2 separate regions of the Ctenopharyngodon idella genome follow, and region 2 is linked to region 1. Evidence: chromatin contacts called from public Hi-C data. All regions are on one chromosome and are shown on one strand. The core of a region is the stretch at or near the end of the contact, and the rest is flanking DNA. Distances in the headings are between cores, read along the strand shown. Region 1 holds the start of irx6a (iroquois homeobox 6a). Region 2 holds the start of irx3a (iroquois homeobox 3a).

What was found. Hi-C and Micro-C count contacts between places; a contact is called where the count stands out from the background.
Region 2: a contact with region 1 is called in a Hi-C map of muscle, with 2.4 times the contacts expected there. The contact joins the promoter of irx3a here to the promoter of irx6a in region 1. A contact is called at or near these places in 2 of 2 Hi-C or Micro-C datasets (both in muscle).

The regions. Positions count from the first base shown.
Region 1 is chr7:10,098,259-10,103,678 of HZGC01, forward strand. irx6a (iroquois homeobox 6a) reads right to left here and starts at 1,492. Exons shown (of 7, transcript XM_051901646.1): 1 at 566-1,492. The coding sequence starts at 631.
Region 2 is chr7:10,448,553-10,453,500 of HZGC01, forward strand. irx3a (iroquois homeobox 3a) reads left to right here and starts at 2,241. Exons shown (of 4, transcript XM_051900178.1): 1 at 2,241-2,713; 2 at 3,418-4,450. The coding sequence starts at 2,501.

The DNA of each region.
Region 1 (5,420 bases), core at 242-2,741:
AAAAAAAATAAAATAAAAATAAAAAAAATCAACAACATTAGTGTTTTGTTAAAGCTGAAAGTAAAACTTTCTGTTAAGTTTTGCTTCAGGGAAGGAAAGTTAGGCTATCCACCAGCAAGCCCGGATTCTTTTGCCAATATAGCCGTCTTTTTACATTAAAATAAAACTATAATTGGTTGTAAGTCATGATGTCGAAATTATCCATCAGTTATCTGTAAATGTCTAATTAGTTTAGACACACAGACTTGCAAAGGCAACCGGCAAAGGGAGGAGTCTCGCTTTCACTCTAAACAATTACACCGTAAAGGTAATTTACACGTTTACAACAACACGTGAGGTCATTTATAATTCAAATAACCTATTACTATAAATATTGACAAACCCCACGATATCGCCTAACTTTAGTTTAGGACTTAGTGACAGAACAATCTTCTGCTGCTGCTGCTGCTGCTGCCTAATGTTAGTTACCGAGTACAGAGACTGTGACAGAATGTGGAAAAAACAGCCTATGCATGCGCGCTCATTAAGTGTCTACATGAGAAAAATATCTTATTTTCATGCTTACCTGAGAAGTTGCATTGTAAGGATATCCAAACTGAGAGAAAGACATAGCTGCTTCTTTTGTTACCATAAGCAATATTCTTCTCCTGCTGATCGATTGAAACCAAATCTACTTCAAATCCACCGTCTTACACACATTTCCACACTCGGCCTTTCGCTCAATAATAGATGACTGCACTTAACTGGGAAGCACTGAGGATGTTTACGCCAGCCCTAGTTTTATATGTATAAGATAATCCCCTTAAGGAAATGAGAAATTAGAGTTAAGCTTCATCAAGTACAAAAATATTGTTGTTAAACAGCTGTAGAAAGCTTAAAGGATAACGTAAGACTTGCAAGATATGAACTTGTGGTTGTGCTATTATTTGTGCCTCTATAGTTCTTTAGAATTCATCCATGCACGGGTATCAGTGTGACGTCATTCTAATCCCGGGACGGCGAGGATAGAATGATGTCTTTGCCAATCACGTCATGCTTCGCGCTTTTCTTGAGGTGTGTTTTGCACACCCCTGTCCCCTCTGTTTTTTTTTTTTTTTTTTCCTTTTCTTTTTAAACAGTGGTGTATTTTAAGAATTTGAGAGCAAAAAGTATCACTGGGCTTGCTAAAAGCAATAGAATTAATATAAACTTTTTTTTTTTTTTGATAATGAATTTTTGTCAAATTAATTGTAAGACGCAATCAACCAAGATTATTTTGGATATTCATATACAAATTAGGTTGTAATGTCAAATAACGCTTTATTACCTGTTAGATATCCGTGCTCTCCTTAATTCCGTCCATATCAATATTTTAGTCATGCAAAATATTTTCAGGTTTATTAAGTTAATATATCACAATATATCAGATTTAATCATAACTATAATTTATTTTTTATCTATATAAATAATAATATATTTGTCTTTTATCTGTTTTATCTATAAAATTATGTTTTCGGTTCCTCTCTTATTATTATTACATTTCAGACACTACCCTGATGATGAGCAAATGAACTGAAGGAGGGATCTGCAGGACCCTTGCTCGCATCTGTCTGACCGATCAGAGGTCCGACCTGATGTTAATTACGATGATGTTTCCATCTCTCTCTATTAGAGAGAGGGCCAGTCCCGGCAGACGTGAAGAGAACCTCTGGCAGGTCAACAGAAAACTGATTGATGCGTATCTCGGGACCTACGCGACCATTACGAGAAATGCGTAATTGCATCAATTAACAAATGGATATGGCCTTGTTTAACCAGCGAGTTACACCGTGAAAATATGCCTTTGAGGTGAAATTAGACGATCAGAATGGAACCGAGAGAGAGAGAGAGAGAGAGAGAGAGAGAGAAATTAGCTGAATCTCTCAAGTCTAATTATACGGCAGTAGTGGGAGGCGACGGGAACAGCATTCTAATTGAAGGATGCGTACTTAAAAGGGATGGTAGAAATAACGCTCCCTCACGCAGAATAAGTATATGGATAAAGCTTAATACATGCAGTTTTATTAAATGTTTTAGACAATATAATTAGAAGACCCCTTCCCCCTCTCCCTCTCTCCCCCACACACGCACGATTGTTTTTCTATCACGGTGGGAACATGATTTAGGCCTATATTGTTTTTATTCTGAGCTAATGGTAGTGTATAGCCACCCCTATCCTTAAACTTAACCATCATATAAACGTGTTTTGTAATTTTTTTTTTTTTTTTTTTTGCATCTTAGATTACCATTAAGATATTTAGCCTGTTTATTAACCAGAAAATTTGGTTTATTAATAAGAAAATTTGATTTCAACCCTTTGGTTACATGTGGTCTTGATAAAGGCAAAACACCCCCGTCCTTATCCTACGACTTAAATTAGTATCATCACACTGTGAAATATTAATTTAATTAACTGTGGGATATCTGAAATAAAAGAACTGAGTAGTAGCCTACTCCTGTTTGATTTCCATTCCTCACGCGCAGCAGAACAGCGCACGCGGTCGCTTCCAAGCGCTTGGAAATCCGCGACAGTCTCCTCTACTCCCAGTTTTGATCATTTTCATATAGATAACATGAGATACATAGTTCAATGACCCTGCATTAAAAAGGACGAGAACCTTGTCCACGATGATCTTTTTGCGATTACATGCTCACTCTTCGAGAGGCGCCAGAGAGCTGCGAGTAAGTGAACGGTCGTGGTGATGGAGCTGGGTATGCTGTAATGACGGGAGCCTGCAGGCCCATCAAGAGCCACGTTCAGTTCAACTCACCGCAGTCTCAACATATTCTGTGTCGAGCATTTGGAAAACAGAGAAGTATATACAAGCCACATTTTAGCAGATTTGATTTATTCTCATGAAGAAGATAAACAGTCAATTAAAGGGACTGTTAAAAAATAAAACTTCTGTCGTCATCTACTCTCTCATGTCATTTCCAGACCGACTTTCTTCTGCAGAACACACAAAAAAAGATATTTTGAAGAATGTTAGTATAGCCAAACAGTTTTGGTGACCATTGGCTTTCATTGAATGGACAAAAACACTTCTCAAACATTTCTCAAAATATCTTCTTTTATGTTCCACAGAAGACAGAGGAGTTTGGAATGACATAAGGGTGAGAAATTGAACTACCTTTATTTCTGTAGAATACTTTGTATCTGCTTCGTGGTAACAGACGTGTTACTTAATAGGAACTGACAGACGGATGAGATTCTACTGTGAAATGGGGTGTGTGTGTGTGTGTATACATATGTGTAGGGGAGACTGAGGTTGTCTCAGTTTTCTTTAATCCAGGGTTATTATTGGATGTGTGTGTGTGTATATGTATGTATGTATATATACCTTTAAACAACATATTGTAGTGTTTTTTTGGCAAATAGTAAAAAATAAAAAAAAAAGTTTACAAAACAGCAAAATATATAGGGTAATGCTTAGAAATGTCCAAACCAATTTGGCCTATAAATATTATATTTAAATTGATGTATAACATTTAAAACACACAAACTTGACCCAATAAAATTGTGACATGACTGACATTTATGAAGAATACCCTTGTCATTAGAATACAGTTTAACGTTTTGTTAATAACTATACCTTCATTATATAGTTTTTTAAAAAAAAAAATGTAATCTAGTAGTTTTTGTTGTATTCACAGTGGAAAAACACGGGATGTTAAAATTTTAATAGACTTAAAACATATTCTGATTGAAGTTTTCTTGAAGTTTGTAACAAATACAAAACTGTTAGAGAAAACATGTAATTGGGCTTTTGACACAAAACCCTATAGATATAGCCCATGTGCTAACTAGCCAGGGTCTCTCCTATAAGGTTTTACAATTCGTTTGTTAGTAATCAAAGAGGAAAATAAACAAGTGTGATTATTGAGGATTTTCAAAAAGCAGTAGGCACACTCTAATTTAAATTATCCCCACTGTTCCCCTTGTGTTATAGCCTAGATCAGTGATTCCACACACCTCTCCTGTTATGAGCACAAAAAGAGAAAGAGGAAGGTCAGAATATCCTATGTGATAGTTTACTGTAGTTTCTCTAAAGCCTTTTGCAAGGGCACGCATGATAGCCCAAGTGCATATTGGCAGCCTCATCCATAATGCATGTGGAGCAGCCCCTGATGATCAGTGCTGGGGGGTGGAGGGGGGTCGTAAGTTAAATCAACCTTAATTGAAGAGGTAGAACACACTGACCAGTCCTACACACCTATCACTTTTCATCACTATGGTCTCACTGCTTTCAGGATCTTAAAGGGTTAGTTCACCCAAAAATGAAATTTCTGTCATTAATTACTCACCCTCATGTTGTTCCAAACCCATAAGACCTTCGTTCATCTTCGGAACACAAATTAAGATATTTTTGATGAAATCCAAGAGTTTCTGACCTCCCTATAGACAACAACGTCATAACAAATTTCAAGACCCAGAAAGGTAGTAAAGACATTGTTAAAATAGTCTATGTGACTACAGTGGTTAAACCTTAATGTTATGAAGCGACGAGAATAGTTTTTGTATGCAAAAACAAAACAAAACAAAAATAACGACTTTATTAAACAATTTCTTCTCTTCCCTGTCATTCTGTTGACGTAGGAAACACAGTGCAGCGCTTCCGTGTTTATGTCAGAATGCAGCTCAGTATTGGCTGGCGTTGCACACGTGAGCAGCGCAACGCATGCGTGTGATGCTGATGCAGGAGCCAGACAATAATGATATTGTGTATAGGGTGGTCAGAAGCTCTCGGATTTCATCAAAAGTTCCGAAGATGAACAAAGGTCGTACGGGTTTGGAACGACATGAGGGTGAGTAATTCATTTTTGGATGAACTAACCCTTTAAGAGATAGTTTCTGTCAACACATCCATTCCTAAGAATATGTTTTGTCCGCATTCTTCTGAAGTGGATAGATGGATGGAAATATGGATAGTTTTTACGTTTTCCAAACTTTGAATTATAGCATTCTCTGTGACAAGGGAATTTGAAATTTGAATGGTCTCTTCGTTTACTTTTGTGTGTGTGTGTGTGTGTGTGTGTGTGTGTGTGTGTGTGTCTGGGCCTCTGTTAGCCTTGCATAGGGATTATGGAGGCTCAAAGCCTCACAGCAGAAAGGTTAAACCAACAGCCAGCTTCACCTTCTCATTTAATACATTTCTCAGGCTGCTTTAATGAATTTCACAAAGCTTTTCTGCTTTTTCATAAGACAGATCAGAGCTTTTTTATGAAATAATAATAAGGCACTGCTCAGAGAGGGGCAGAGTGAAAGGGAGGGGACACTCAGGATCGAAGCAGAGTGATATCTCATTAAACAAGTCTGATATTCCTGATATATTCAGATGAATCCCAGACATACGAGATCCTGAATTATTGCTCACTGTCTCTCCTTGCTTCATTCCTGGCCA
Region 2 (4,948 bases), core at 991-3,490, 350 kb after region 1:
CATCTTGTGTATTGCATAAGGAAACGCTTTTGAGCGCAACGTCTCTGCTTGTTTATTTGGATGCGTGTTGGAGAATGCGAAATGGTGTCATCTGCATAATTGCTAGTAAAGGAGTCACAGAAACCATCCCTCAAGTCACACATCCAAGATTGCCCTATTTATACACGTTGGTATTAGTGCGGTGCTTTGAAATGTTGGCCTGCGTTTAATGGAGTCATTATGTAAAACTAAAAAATAAATAAATAAATAAATAAATAAATAAATAAATACGCAGGTATACATATTAGCATAAGCATATTAATAATACTGATGCAACCGTTTGTAGGTTTTATTGTTATAATTATTATTATTATAAAAAATATTAACTATAATAATACTAATAATAATAATAAAAGCTTAAGCCTTTTATTTAAATTTTTACAAGGGCTTCCAAAGGGGTGGGAGAAGAAGGCAGGAAGAAAACACCATCCTAATGCTTTTATGGCTGTGCCAGTTTCCTGGGTCAGTGTGAAAGTGTTAAGTTAGTGCATGTGTATTTGATTGGGCCAATAAATCAGAGGCAAACCTTGAGGCCCTGACAGGTCCCGGGATGAGACACGTGTCTATCCGAACTCAGAGCGCTGCAGGGCGGACTCCAGCACGCAAACTTATCCTTTCCCCCCGTGCTTCCTAATTCACTAAATACAGCGGTTTGAAAACAGCACGTTTACATCAGAATAATTGCAAATATTTGTAGGTAAATTCGACTTGAAATATGACTCAAAAGAAAACAAGACTGCTTGAAACCTAGAGGGTTAGCTGTGTTTTGCATTGTCCCAGATGGCGCAGTGCTGTGGGGTCAGCCGGGTGGGCTAAAAGCTCTTGTTAGCTCTGCAGGTCCGTGTGCGGTATTGACGGTTATGTAGTTATTACCATCCGCTCATGAATGGCATCAGACTGCTGTTCTAATTAATAACCCCCGTAATCCTGCATTGTTAGAAGTCAAAACAGCAGGCACGTGTTGAAGAGACCATGGAAATCCGGGAGTCCTTAAGCAAAGAGCCAATACAAATGACATTCCAGATATTAGGATGTCATAACAATAACTATCTCTTTAAAAGCAGATGGAAGGTTTAGGAGGAACACTGCGTTCTTGGAAACCACATCATAGTAAATCCAAGCCGAAGTTGATTCACCCTAATCTTTCATTACTGAATTGAGATTTAGTCATATATTCAAATAAACGAAACTCGTTAAAGCACTAATCGGTGCCGTTGTTTGGAAGACGATTAGCAGACATATGATGACACTAGACTAGAAGCGTAATACGATTATGGATGTTTCCTGCATATTTTCATATATTGATTCAAGGAATTTCAATCGTGATCATCGTCCTTTGTTTTAATCCGTATTATTTACAGAAGGGTGCGGATTATATCAGATATTTTCAGTGGATATCTGTCTATCTGTAGAGTAATCCTGTAGGTTAATCGCCCAAAATATGTTTTTTAAGAACAAAAGCTTTTACACATGAATGCAATTGAAACATTTGCGATTATATTTTAATACGTCAAAAAAAGATTGAAGACTGACAGCTTGATATACCTTAGTATAGTAGTAATTTTACATAGTTCAAATTAAAATGCAGCACACTAAATTGTAATTCGCTGAAACCCATAACAGCGCATATAGTCACATTAAGAAATTATGCTATTGTTCAATCTTTTCGTTTCTTGTCAACTTACTCTGCAGGTGACCGGTAAAACGCCAATGTTTTGATGTTTCACACTAAAGGCGTCAGAGGACCTCGATTGGCTTGTTCCGTGTTAGATGAACTAAAAACGCTCTTCACATAACATTTCCTTTAGTAGCCTACTTTGTAAGAGCTAACAAAAAATTCTGGCTGTTTTGTCCGATTTAAACTTTCAAGTTCTTCGTTTCACGTGGAAGAGACGCGAGTAAAATAAAGACACAAAAGATATGCGGAAAGTTAATGACTCAACAAGAATAAAATATTTACCATTTTGTGGATAATAAATTTTTTTGAGAAGTAACACAATAAATTGGAAGGGCTGAAGCGGCGAACAAACAACAAATGAAATGATTGGCGAGCCATAAAATGAGATTTGAAACTCATTCAAATAAGAGATGGCGACGTCAGAGGACTTATCCAGACGGAGAGCAGGAGCGGAGAGAGAGAGAGGGAGAGAGGGAGGGAGAGAGAGGCTGTGTAAGTGGGGGTGAGACTTGAGAAATAGGAGGAGCTTCTGAACGACTAAAAATGTCAATCACAAAAAGGAGTTCCAATAATCTAAAGCAATCTGTAAGGACCTGACCTTAGTCCATTCAGATCAATAGGGAAGTAAGGGAGGAAAGCGCAATCGGATCGTTTACACTGGCTCTTTCGGAGGAAATATAGACTTCCCTGACACTTTGTACTCACTGTAAAGTGGATATCGTGGTGCGCACCAAGAGGGCGACTCGCCGCTTTTTGTGACTTCAGTAGACTTTCTCCACAACAATGTCTTTCCCACAGCTGGGATATCAGTACATCCGACCCATATACCCGCAGGACAGGCAGGGGATAGGCAGTGCCCGAGCCGGGACAGACCTGAGCCCGTCCGGAGCGCTCTCTAATGTTCTCTCCACTATGTACGGATCACCTTTCGCTGCCGCACAAAGCTATGGAGCTTTTCTTCCTTATTCAAATGATCTGTCTATTTTCAACCAGCTGGTGAGTAATCATTTTATTTTCTTGCGCTGTTTGTTCTTTCTCTCTCAAACTCAAATGTAGTAAAGTTTAAAAAAAAAAAAAAAAATGTTACAAAATCCTAGACTTCAGTTTATGTTTCAATAACAATCATTACTGAATGTTAGTTTTGCAAGACGGTGGTGAACTTTGTTGTTTACCCCGTTTGGTAAATACAAAAAAAAAAAAAAAAAGAACTGAAAATGTAATTAATTCATTGATAGCCGTATAAAACAAAAATAAGTGTAGAGTGCGTGCGCTTGTGATTTTAATAGCCTAAATCACAATAAATTAAATAGTAAAAAATCGACAATTGTTCCACGTCTTCAGGATAAAAAACACATATGTGAAGCGTATACAGATACAGAATAAATATAAATATATGTAGCTGCAAAATCTTGTCAGTTTATTTAGAATAATTTATATAAATTAGGCTGTATAAAGTGCAAAGTAGCCTAGCCGATTTAATACAGTCAATTAGGTCTATAGTTTTTTTTTTTTTTTTTTTTAAATCTCCTTGCTTTTGTAGCTAATTGCTCGCATGGACTGAAAATCATTTACGCAGTTAATATATTCAGCAACAATACATCAGGGAACTGCAACTGAGTACAAGAAAACGTAGTATGTGCCAGGCCAAAAATAATGATAGTGAATCACATTAATGCTGTATCCGTGTTCTGTTTTTAAAGGGGGCACAGTACGAACTGAAGGACAGTCCGGGCGTCCAGCATCCTGGATTTGCTCACCATCATCCTGCTTTTTACCCATATGGTCAGTACCAGTTTGGAGACCCTTCCAGACCCAAAAATGCCACCAGGGAGAGCACCAGCACACTCAAGGCCTGGTTAAGCGAGCACAGGAAAAACCCGTACCCTACTAAAGGCGAGAAGATCATGCTGGCCATCATCACTAAAATGACCCTCACTCAAGTGTCCACCTGGTTCGCCAACGCCAGAAGGAGGCTAAAGAAAGAGAACAAGATGACCTGGACCCCACGGAGTCGCACGGACGAAGAAGGAAATGTTTACAACAGCGACCACGAGGGAGAGGATGGCGACAAACGCGAGGACGAGGAGGAAATCGATTTGGAGAATATTGACACGGAGAATATTGAGAATAAGGACGATTTAGACGAGCAGGACGAACTGCATTCTGATTTGAAACTGGACGGCAGGAGCGACTCCGAAATTTCAGACGGCTATGAGGATTTACAAGGACCGGAGCAAAGGTTGTTCAAAGCAATGGTGAAAGACGGCAAAGAGATTCACGGCGACCGCGCAGAGCATTTTCATCATCACAATCACCATCATCATCACCACCACCAAAACAGCTTAGAACAGGCCAACGGCGAGCCGGTCAAACTCAACCAGGCCATCATCAACTCCCCGCCCTCAGAAAACAACCCACCTCCAGCCCCAAAACCTAAGATCTGGTCTTTGGCAGAGACTGCCACAACTCCAGACAATCCACGAAAATCTCCTCTGATGAACGGGACTTCCGCTGCGTCCGCCACTCAGACCATCATAACTCCTCACAGACTCCTTTCGTGTCCCGTAGGGAAACTCCAGAGCTGGACAAATCGGGGTTTCACCGCACACCAGCTCGCCTTGCTGAACTCAAACCATTACTTAGGACTCAGTAACCAGGCTTCGGCGAATGGCCTTGCGTTGTACAGCAGACAAGCAGAGGACAGGAGTCAAAACTCCGAGTCCACAGTCACAGGTACATGTCACCCACACTGAGAAGCGCAATTAATGCTTTTTATTGACACCATTAAGACTGTACTGACAGACTGGAAACGCACCATTCTTATTCCTTCCTAAATCCATTTTCATTTGATCACTACTGTGAAACGTTCAAGTAAAAATAATTAATTACACTTGAAATGCAAATGTATAGTGGAGAGTACTTATCTGATAGCCTATATATATATATTGTTTTCGTCTCTTTTTTTCAAATACTGAAAAAAGTCTGTCAATTTAAATTTGTGGGAAAATTTGTGGGTTGCCTTTTTGAAAGGTGTGTTAGTGTGTGCGAATTTTGAGATTTCTAGGCCGCAAACCTTTCTCAACAGCTGGCTGTAAGATCTTTTTTTTTTTTTTTTAAGACTCTGCTTTTTAAAATAATAATAATAATAATAATAATAACATTAATAATAAATTGGCATTTACATTCATTTTTTTTTCCTTTTCTTGTTGTTGTTACTGGTTTATTATTACA